2 separate regions of the Gossypium hirsutum genome follow, and region 1 is linked to region 2. The links are chromatin contacts, called in public Hi-C maps. All regions are on one chromosome and are shown on one strand. Each heading gives the region's core, a stretch centred on a gene start, on an enhancer-like site or on the middle of the called end of the contact. The rest is flanking DNA. Distances are from core to core; before and after follow the strand shown. Region 1 holds the start of LOC107913247 (protein TRANSPORT INHIBITOR RESPONSE 1). Region 2 holds the start of LOC121220271 (classical arabinogalactan protein 26).

Region 1 (4,125 bases), core at 983-3,482, 170 kb after region 2:
AATACTTAGAACTATTTACAGTTTTTTCATAATTATTAAATAAAAAGATAAATACATTTCAATTTATTTAAATTTATATCTTTTTGTACTAACAACAATACAAATAACACTAGAATTAAAATTCAATCAACGTTTTAGATTTAAATTTTTATCTAAATTTATTACTGTTTAAATATGAATATATTTCACTTTTTGATCTATTGCGCTTTGTAATATAAGTACTCTTGTAATAACTCTTTCAGAAAAATTATAAAAATGAATTCAAATATTGATTAATTTAATACTTTATATATTATATAAGTCAAATGTGGATTCCAATGATAATTACAATACTACCTGAAAAGTTGCTGGTAGTGATTCAATTTCGTTAAATTTGATTTGATTTCGATTTAGCTATTAAATAAAACTATTCAGTTGGATTTTTTTGGCAAAATGAAAATTCTAATTAATTTACAATATAAAACTTAGTGAAGACAACTTCCCTAATTGACAGAGAAAAAAAAGATAACTTCTAAAACGAATAAGATGACGTGGCCCTGTAAAATGACGAGGGATGAAATGGACTGTGCATGCGACCGTCCCGAGCATTTCCTATTTGTATTAAACAAATTATCATCTAAATTTCAGGGCAAATTATTTAGGAATTAGTTTTAAGAAAATAAATGAATTTCATTTTAAAAATATATTTTTTTTGTATATAATGTATGTATTGTATATACTATAGGTAGAGACAAGCTTTTACAGTTGCTATCGATAAGGACGCTTATCTGAAGAAGCCATCCGACGGTTCAAATCTCTTTTTTTTAGCAACTTTAGATCTGGGCCGTTGAGTTTTAACTTCTCAACTTTTTCTACATAAAAGGGACAGCTCAATGGACTCCATGCCAAGACAGTGCAACCCCATAATACCATGTCCTTTTCGCCAACTGACAAAACTACCCTTTTGTTCAATTGAAATAGGAGGGCGAATAGTTTGGTAAGATGAGGAGTATTTTCGTTATTTTACAAAACCAGTTAAAGAGTCAATTATTTTCTCTGAAAACATGTACGTGCAGCCGGTTGTAATTGTGGGGACTCTTTAACCTTTTCTTTTTATTTTTTACCCTTTGCAGTAAAAATTAATATTTATTAATTACTACTTGGAAAGCTTTATTTTTCCGGGTTCTGTGTATTTCGACCGTACACTGTGAAAAGGTAAACCTGATCAGACGGTCTTGATCAAGGTGCATGGTGCGCCCGTTCGTACTTCATTCGTTTTTCCTTGACTCATCCCTTTTATTGACATGTGAAATCTAAATTATGAAAAAGAAAATATTTTTTACTTATACGTGATCAATAATGATGAAATAAATCAAGGCCGTTGGAGATGAATAGGGCGGGTTGTACGCGGGGGCCAATGATAGCATGATTTTGAATGCAAACAATTGTATATGATTGGACGGCCGTGATGTCATGACAACAAGATTTCACATTAGATCATTCCTCATTATTTATTTTTTAACCCCTTTCTTGTGGTCCCCGCAATATCCGATCCCCCAGATCCAGCCGTGCTACGTGAATCATGAGATTCCTTGCACCACCATTCTCTCCCTACACATCATCACACTTTATCAGCCCCTCCAATATCTCGTTCCCTTTTTCCTTCCGATATTTATTCAAAATCTCGCTAAACATGTGCTTAATGTAGGATGGTTATACGTGGACATCCTATTTGTTTTTATACGAATTTAGGTAATATAGATAATAATAATTAAAATTTGTTATTCATAACAAATTTGAACTTGTATATGTTACTTAAATTCGCATTATTCTTGTTCAAATTTATTTTCTACTTAAATGTAATACAAATGGAAAATCTACTTAATAAAAAAATATACTTTTTAAATTTAGGTATAATCAAAAGGTAATACAAATGATAAATGAAATGAAATTTATAAATTTTATGAAAAAAATTATAAATATCCAACTCGTTGCTATTGCTGTGCCACTGCCCCACATTTCTTCCATATACCCGTTTTATGCGGCTCCCCTTAGTCGTCGACGGATAAGAACCTCTGGCTCTCATCGTCTATCCTACGGCCCGCATCTCTCCATCATTACGTGTTACTTTCCTAATCGCCCATCAGTATCTAAACAGCCCCCACACAAAAAAAAAAAAATTGAAATTCTCTCGCTTGTCCTTTATTTTCCATGACTAATTTAACCATGGTTAAAATCTAACCATCTTACGAAAACAAAAATAAAAATCCTTATCCTCTCTCGTCCATTGTGTCTGTCTTTGACTTCACTTTCTTTCTCTCTCTCCATAGCTCCCTCCCAGCCTCTGCTCCCCCTATAAGCTTCGTTAATGGCGTTTCAGATCTCAAAAAACAAACTCTAAGCCTTAAGTAAACTCAAATCCTACCCAAACCCAATACCAAAATCGAGATAAAAAAAAATCATCCTTTCATATCAAAAGCCTTCATTCTTTTCTTTTTTTCGTGTGTGTGTTTTCTTTTTTCCTTCTTTTCGAGTTTTAATTAATGCATAAGAAAATGGCGTTTTCGTTCCCAGACGAGGTGCTGGAGCATGTGTTCTCATTCATACAATCAGATAAAGACCGGAACGCGGTGTCGATGGTGTGTAAATCGTGGTACGAGATCGAGCGTTGGTGTCGGAGGAAAGTGTTTGTGGGGAACTGTTACGCTGTGAGCCCGAGGATGGTGATCAGACGGTTCCCCGAGTTTAGATCCATTGAGTTGAAAGGGAAACCGCACTTTGCGGATTTCAATCTGGTGCCGGACGGATGGGGAGGTTACGTGTCTCCCTGGATCGAGGAGATGGCTGGAGCTTATCCTTGGCTCGAAGAGATTCGACTTAAAAGGATGGTCGTTACCGACGAAAGCTTGGAGCTTATTGCTAAGTCGTTTAAGAACTTCAAAGTGTTGGTGCTTTCTTCTTGTGAAGGGTTTTCAACTGATGGTCTCGCTGTCATTGCTGCTAGCTGCAAGTGAGTTTGATGAAACTTTTTTCATTTCTCCTTTTTCGGGATTTTTTTTTGTTTTCATTTTGAGCTGAGAAAAGGAGTTGAAGTTTTCATCTTTGTGGGAGTTAAAGTAGAGCTTTTCCCCAATTTGTTTTTGGTTTTAGCTACATTTTTCTTGATTAGTGTTTATTCATTCCCATGAACTATTTTTTTTTAAAACAAAGATGTGAAGAACTTTTAGGAGTTTGCTCTCGTGTTCTAGTTGTCTTAGTTATTTCAGCTCTTGCTTTTCTCAGATCTGAGGTCAAATGGGGGTTCTTTTTAAGAATATCTAATGAAAATCACATGTTCTTTTTTACCTCTTCGATACCTTGTTTTGTTTGATATCAGCAGATTCGTTTTTGAGTATTGTTTTCACTATTTTGGATGGTTTCTTCATGTGAAATGGGACTTGTTTATGCTCTTTAATTATATTCCTTTTCTCGTGATTTGTTGTTTATATAAACCAATAATATTTTTCTTTGGGTAAACTTTTTGCTGAGTTGGGGATTGAGGGAATAATTTTTCCATAGCTATTACCGAAGATTCTGATGGTTTATTTTTTTTTCTTATCATCCTACAATTATTTGGTTGTTTTTGGTTTATTAGAGAGCTGTGAAGATTTATGTTACTTTAATTTTCTTTTGATGCAAGTTCAATTGTATATATAAAAAAAGTAACTTTAGCCTTGTAATCAAGTCGTTTTCAATGATAATGACAGTGATGAACTTGTAATTTTGTTCAACATTGGTGTTCTTGGATTCAACTCTGGTAGCAATTGATTTGAGCTTTCATTTTTATTTTCTCTAAATCAATCTGCTTTCTGATGTAGGAATCTGAAAGAGCTGGACTTGCGAGACTGTGAAGTGGATGATTTGAGTGCGCATTGGCTCAGTCATTTTCCCGAAACATACACATCACTGGTGTCCCTTAACATTTCTTGCTTAGGGTCTGATGAAGTTAGTTTTTCAGCGTTGGAACGCCTGGTGGGTAGATGTACTAACCTCAAGACTCTCCGGCTCAACCGTGCAGTGCCCCTGGATAAGATTGCCAACATTTTACGTCATGCACCGCAGCTGGTTGAATTCGGTACTGGCACCTACACGGCTGATGTACGGCCA
Region 2 (4,235 bases), core at 392-2,891:
GAGCTTAGGACTTCAAGCCACAACATGACGAGGAACCCCATTGTCACAATGAGGCCAAGTCAATATGTCACGTCACGACGAGGAACTCCCTCACATCCCGACATCGATTTGAAGTTTTGAAACTTTACAATTTAGTCATATTTCATGCTCGAGTCAACAAATGAGCTTTCGTAAACTCGATTAAGGCTCGAATTTGATTATGTATCATATTGTAAATGTGTTTATGGCATGTTTTTATGTTTGAATGATCATTTTAATATATAATTGATTGTAATTGCTCTGGCAACGAATGTGATATCTTGTTATCTGGACCTGACGATCGAGTCAGGTAAAGAGTGTTACAATTATTTTTGTTACAAGTAAAAAGTTGTTATAAAAATTAAAATAAAACATAAAAAATCAATTCTACTAAAAACTTAATTGTTATAATGAAATGTTATTGTAGAAAAAGTGGACTGAAAATTTAAAAAATATAAATTCAAGATTTTCTCTCTTTCCAAGACAATAGCCCCTTCATACAAATCATATAACAATTATTCTAATCATGGCCTTGCATAGTTTAATTCTCACCCAACCAATCAATTTTTGTTGTTATACTTAGTTCATAAAATTATAACCATTTAAGCATCAAATTTAACCAAATAGAAACCAGTTACTCCCATTGATATGTTCCTCCAAGTTATTAAGCACAAAATAAACTTTAGGAAACAAAAAATAATAGCATTTTTAGTTACTTAAACCAATTAGGTTAAACTCGGTTGTTAATACTTATATTTAGTGAAAATTATGGATTTAATCTTTATATTTTAATTTGATCAGTTTTAGTTCTTGTACTTTTTGAAATGGCCAATTTTAGTCTCTGTACTTTTCAAATTTCAAAACTTTAGTCTTGACCCAAACAATTCAATTAATAGTTCTGTATTAAGTGCACAATTCTAGATTTAGTCCATATTCTCCAATTGGATCATTTTAAGACTATACTTTTCAAATATTGAAATTTCAATCTTAATGTAAATAATAGCCATTAATCATTTAACTGGATTTTTAGTGAGTAATATCTGAAAATAATCATTTGACATGGCATTACACATATGATAATATGTTTAACGCATTAAATTTTGAAAATAACATAACATAACTTAATGAATTTAACAATTATTATTTGGTAAGGACTAAAAATGAACAAAATTCACAAAATTCGTAAATTAAAAGGACTAATAGCAAGATTTTACCAACCAAATAATATAAGAATTTTCGATTCCATTGTCATATTCATGATTCCACACATACTTAAATAAGACTCAACATTGTCTTATAATTTTAGCTATCTATTTCAAAAAAGATCACGGGTGAAACATAGGAAAAAAAATCAAAGGAAAAGGATAAAAGAAACCCTATATCATGATGTAGACCTTGAAGAAAATAACTTATCCACATTGTCTAGTAGCCAACCCATGGAGCTGTATTTTACCATTAAAGTTATCAACCATCTTTTGACTTACAGCACCCACTCTCTTTTTCACCACCACACTTCTTCCCTCATCTGCACATAAAAACACCTGCAACTCCATTCTTCTCATATATTCATGCATTCAAATTTGCCTTACTTGGACCACTCATACCGATTTATCTTCATTTTCAATGGCTTCCCTTTGGTCACCATGGGGAAACTTGTTCATGTTTTTAATGGCTTATTTTTCTTCACTACCCTTATCTTCATCATCTCAGCAATATTTACATGTACAATACTCAACTATATCAGCTGCACCGGCATTCCTTCCAAGTGCACCTCTTGCTTCTTCTCCAAGTTTACCCCCTGACATTGAGCCTTTGTTCCCTACTCCGAATGGTGTGGCACCTTCTCCTACTCATTCGTCGATGCCCACAATTCCTTCAAGCCCCAGTCCCCCGAATCCGGATAACATCGTGGCCCCTGCTCCTGGTTTCGCATTTTCACCGTCTAACAGCCCTTTGCCGTCATCCACTTCGGTTTATCCGACTTCAGCTCGAGCTTTAAAACCAACATTGTTTCTTGGTTTGCTAGTATTTAGTATATTGCAGAAGCTTTCTGGTGTGTGAATTTCTGCTGATGGCATTGTTCCTTGTAGCTTAACTCTTTTCTTTTTATGTTTTCTATATATTTATTTTTGATATTGTTAATCATGATTGTTGACTATTATATTTAATACAAATTATTAGTATGAACTCTGATTTGGTACAAAAGAGTGCTTATACTATTAGCACAAAGACTACATTAAGTTCAACTTCTGTTACAATAAGGAAAAACAAAAAAAAGAAATAGCAACAAGGGAAAACAAGTACACAAATGAAACAATTGAACGAAAGAATAGCAAACACTGATAAAATTTCTCAGAAGGTAACACATGTATAACAATTCTTCCAAGTTCCTAATTTGAACTGCTCTCTTTTCCTATATGTATATGTATATGCTACTTACCTTAATGCAACCTAACTAAAACTACAGGGCAATGATAGTAGAACGAGACAATGGGGATCCATTCAACAACATCCCAAATAGTCCTCCCTTTATTTTGTTGAATTCAAAGGGACTCCATTTACTGGGGGATGGTCTTTTAACCATATTCTTCTTCAGCTCCATGTTCTCATCCTTGAGCGCTTGGACAGCATAACTGAGTTGTCTAATCACCTCTTTCTTCTCTTCATCTTTCTGAATTAATTGAGCATTCTGAACCTTGTTCTCTTCTTTCAGTTTCTCTATTTCTTCCCTTAACTTCATCAATTCATCGCCGAACACCTTTGACGATTCATCTTCCTTCACAACATGGCCTTCTTTAGTTACTAAACCTGCTTCGTATTTGTCTTCCTGCTTGGGATCCTTAACTTCCTCCCCAGTTTCATCATGTTCAGGGTCATCAACTTCTGATTCAGCATAGTCTTCAGATTCAAAGGTCTCGGAGCTGCTATCATAGAGTTTATCCATCAAGTTGATCGTCTTCTCTGAATGGCAGTACTTCATGGAAGAAAATGGGGATCCCAATGTTGTTACAAGGCGATTTCCAGGGTCCAACTTAATTTGATCATACCGCTCAGCGAGTAAACGATGGGATCGGTAGAAATCTTCAACCAAGCTAATCAACTCGGGACGTTTCTTGTAATACATTTCTGCACGTTTTGCAAAGGAATCTGCATCTTCCTCAATCAATTTTAGCATTGCCTTGGTCTTGGAGTCCAGCTCTATCATTAAAAGAAAACCATTCAAACTTCAGCAATTAAACAGAACAAACAAATAATGGTAAAAGAAAATAATTCCAGGAAGTTGAATGAGTTGGTCAATGTTAACGTTTCACCCTGGTAAAACAACATGGCAACAGAACCTTTCTGGTCTTTTAATCAAGCAAAGATCTCTCAATGGCAGACATATAGAAGAGAAAGGATCAATTGCTAAATTAAATATGAGCAAAGGGTCCTATCCAAATCTATACCCGTTCCCTAGAATGATCCATTTATAATTAACCTGAGATGCAAGGGGTCCAATTCATTATTAGCTCATAAAGTAATGTTTTTGGAAGACTAATTACTTGAGCTGCAAAGCTACACTTAGAAGTTAGTGGGAAATATGGAAAAGTGAGAAAGTTAACAATGTCTGGGGGGACTTCAATTTCAGGGTCCCTGTACACTGAGGGCCACCCACATGTACATGCTAAAGCCTGTAAGATCTCAGAAAACAGAAATTTGAATATCCATCCAAACGCAAGCCATGATGATTAAGATATTAACACACAAAACAGGAACTACAAGTCAACCATTCCAGCACCAGCTCATCATGCCATTGCATCCCTAACACCATGAGCAAATCTTCGGCTCAAGGTTAAAATCCACAGTCCAGGACAAGCAATTCCATATTGTTGCCAAGACCACCAGCTTGTTAGGTCTCTGATTTCAAAAACCTTGTATCCTGAATCCTAGAACTAGATTCACTTCTAGCTTTAGTGTTGAAAATTTGGAATAGAAGGTTTATTTGTATAGTAAGCATATAGTTGTTGTCCAATACAACCCCATTCTGTGCTCCTAGAGAAAAAAAATGTCTTTCACACTAAGATAACATCTCAGGTTCCTGAATAATCTCTACCCTTGTCTCACAAATAAAAAGAAAAGGGTTTCTGGTGGAACCTACTGTATATCATAAGGCCCCACCAGCCAGTCATTACGCAGTCAATAATACACTAATTAGGATTACTTTGTAATGTTTGTTA

The links. Hi-C and Micro-C count contacts between places; a contact is called where the count stands out from the background.
Region 1: a Hi-C map of leaf shows a contact between it and region 2, with 2.1 times the contacts expected there. The contact joins the promoter of LOC107913247 here to the promoter of LOC121220271 in region 2. A contact is called at or near these places in 4 of 34 Hi-C or Micro-C datasets (all in leaf).

The regions. Positions count from the first base shown.
Region 1 is chrD08:11,609,312-11,613,436 of Gossypium_hirsutum_v2.1, forward strand. LOC107913247 (protein TRANSPORT INHIBITOR RESPONSE 1) reads left to right here and starts at 2,233. Exons shown (of 3, transcript XM_016841773.2): 1 at 2,233-2,989; 2 at 3,837-4,125. The coding sequence starts at 2,523.
Region 2 is chrD08:11,438,145-11,442,379 of Gossypium_hirsutum_v2.1, forward strand. LOC121220271 (classical arabinogalactan protein 26) reads left to right here and starts at 1,642. Exons shown (of 1, transcript XM_041099851.1): 1 at 1,642-2,219. The coding sequence starts at 1,642. The coding sequence ends at 2,079. LOC121202909 (protein NETWORKED 3A) reads right to left here. Exons shown (of 3, transcript XM_041099850.1): 3 at 2,336-3,216. The coding sequence ends at 2,480.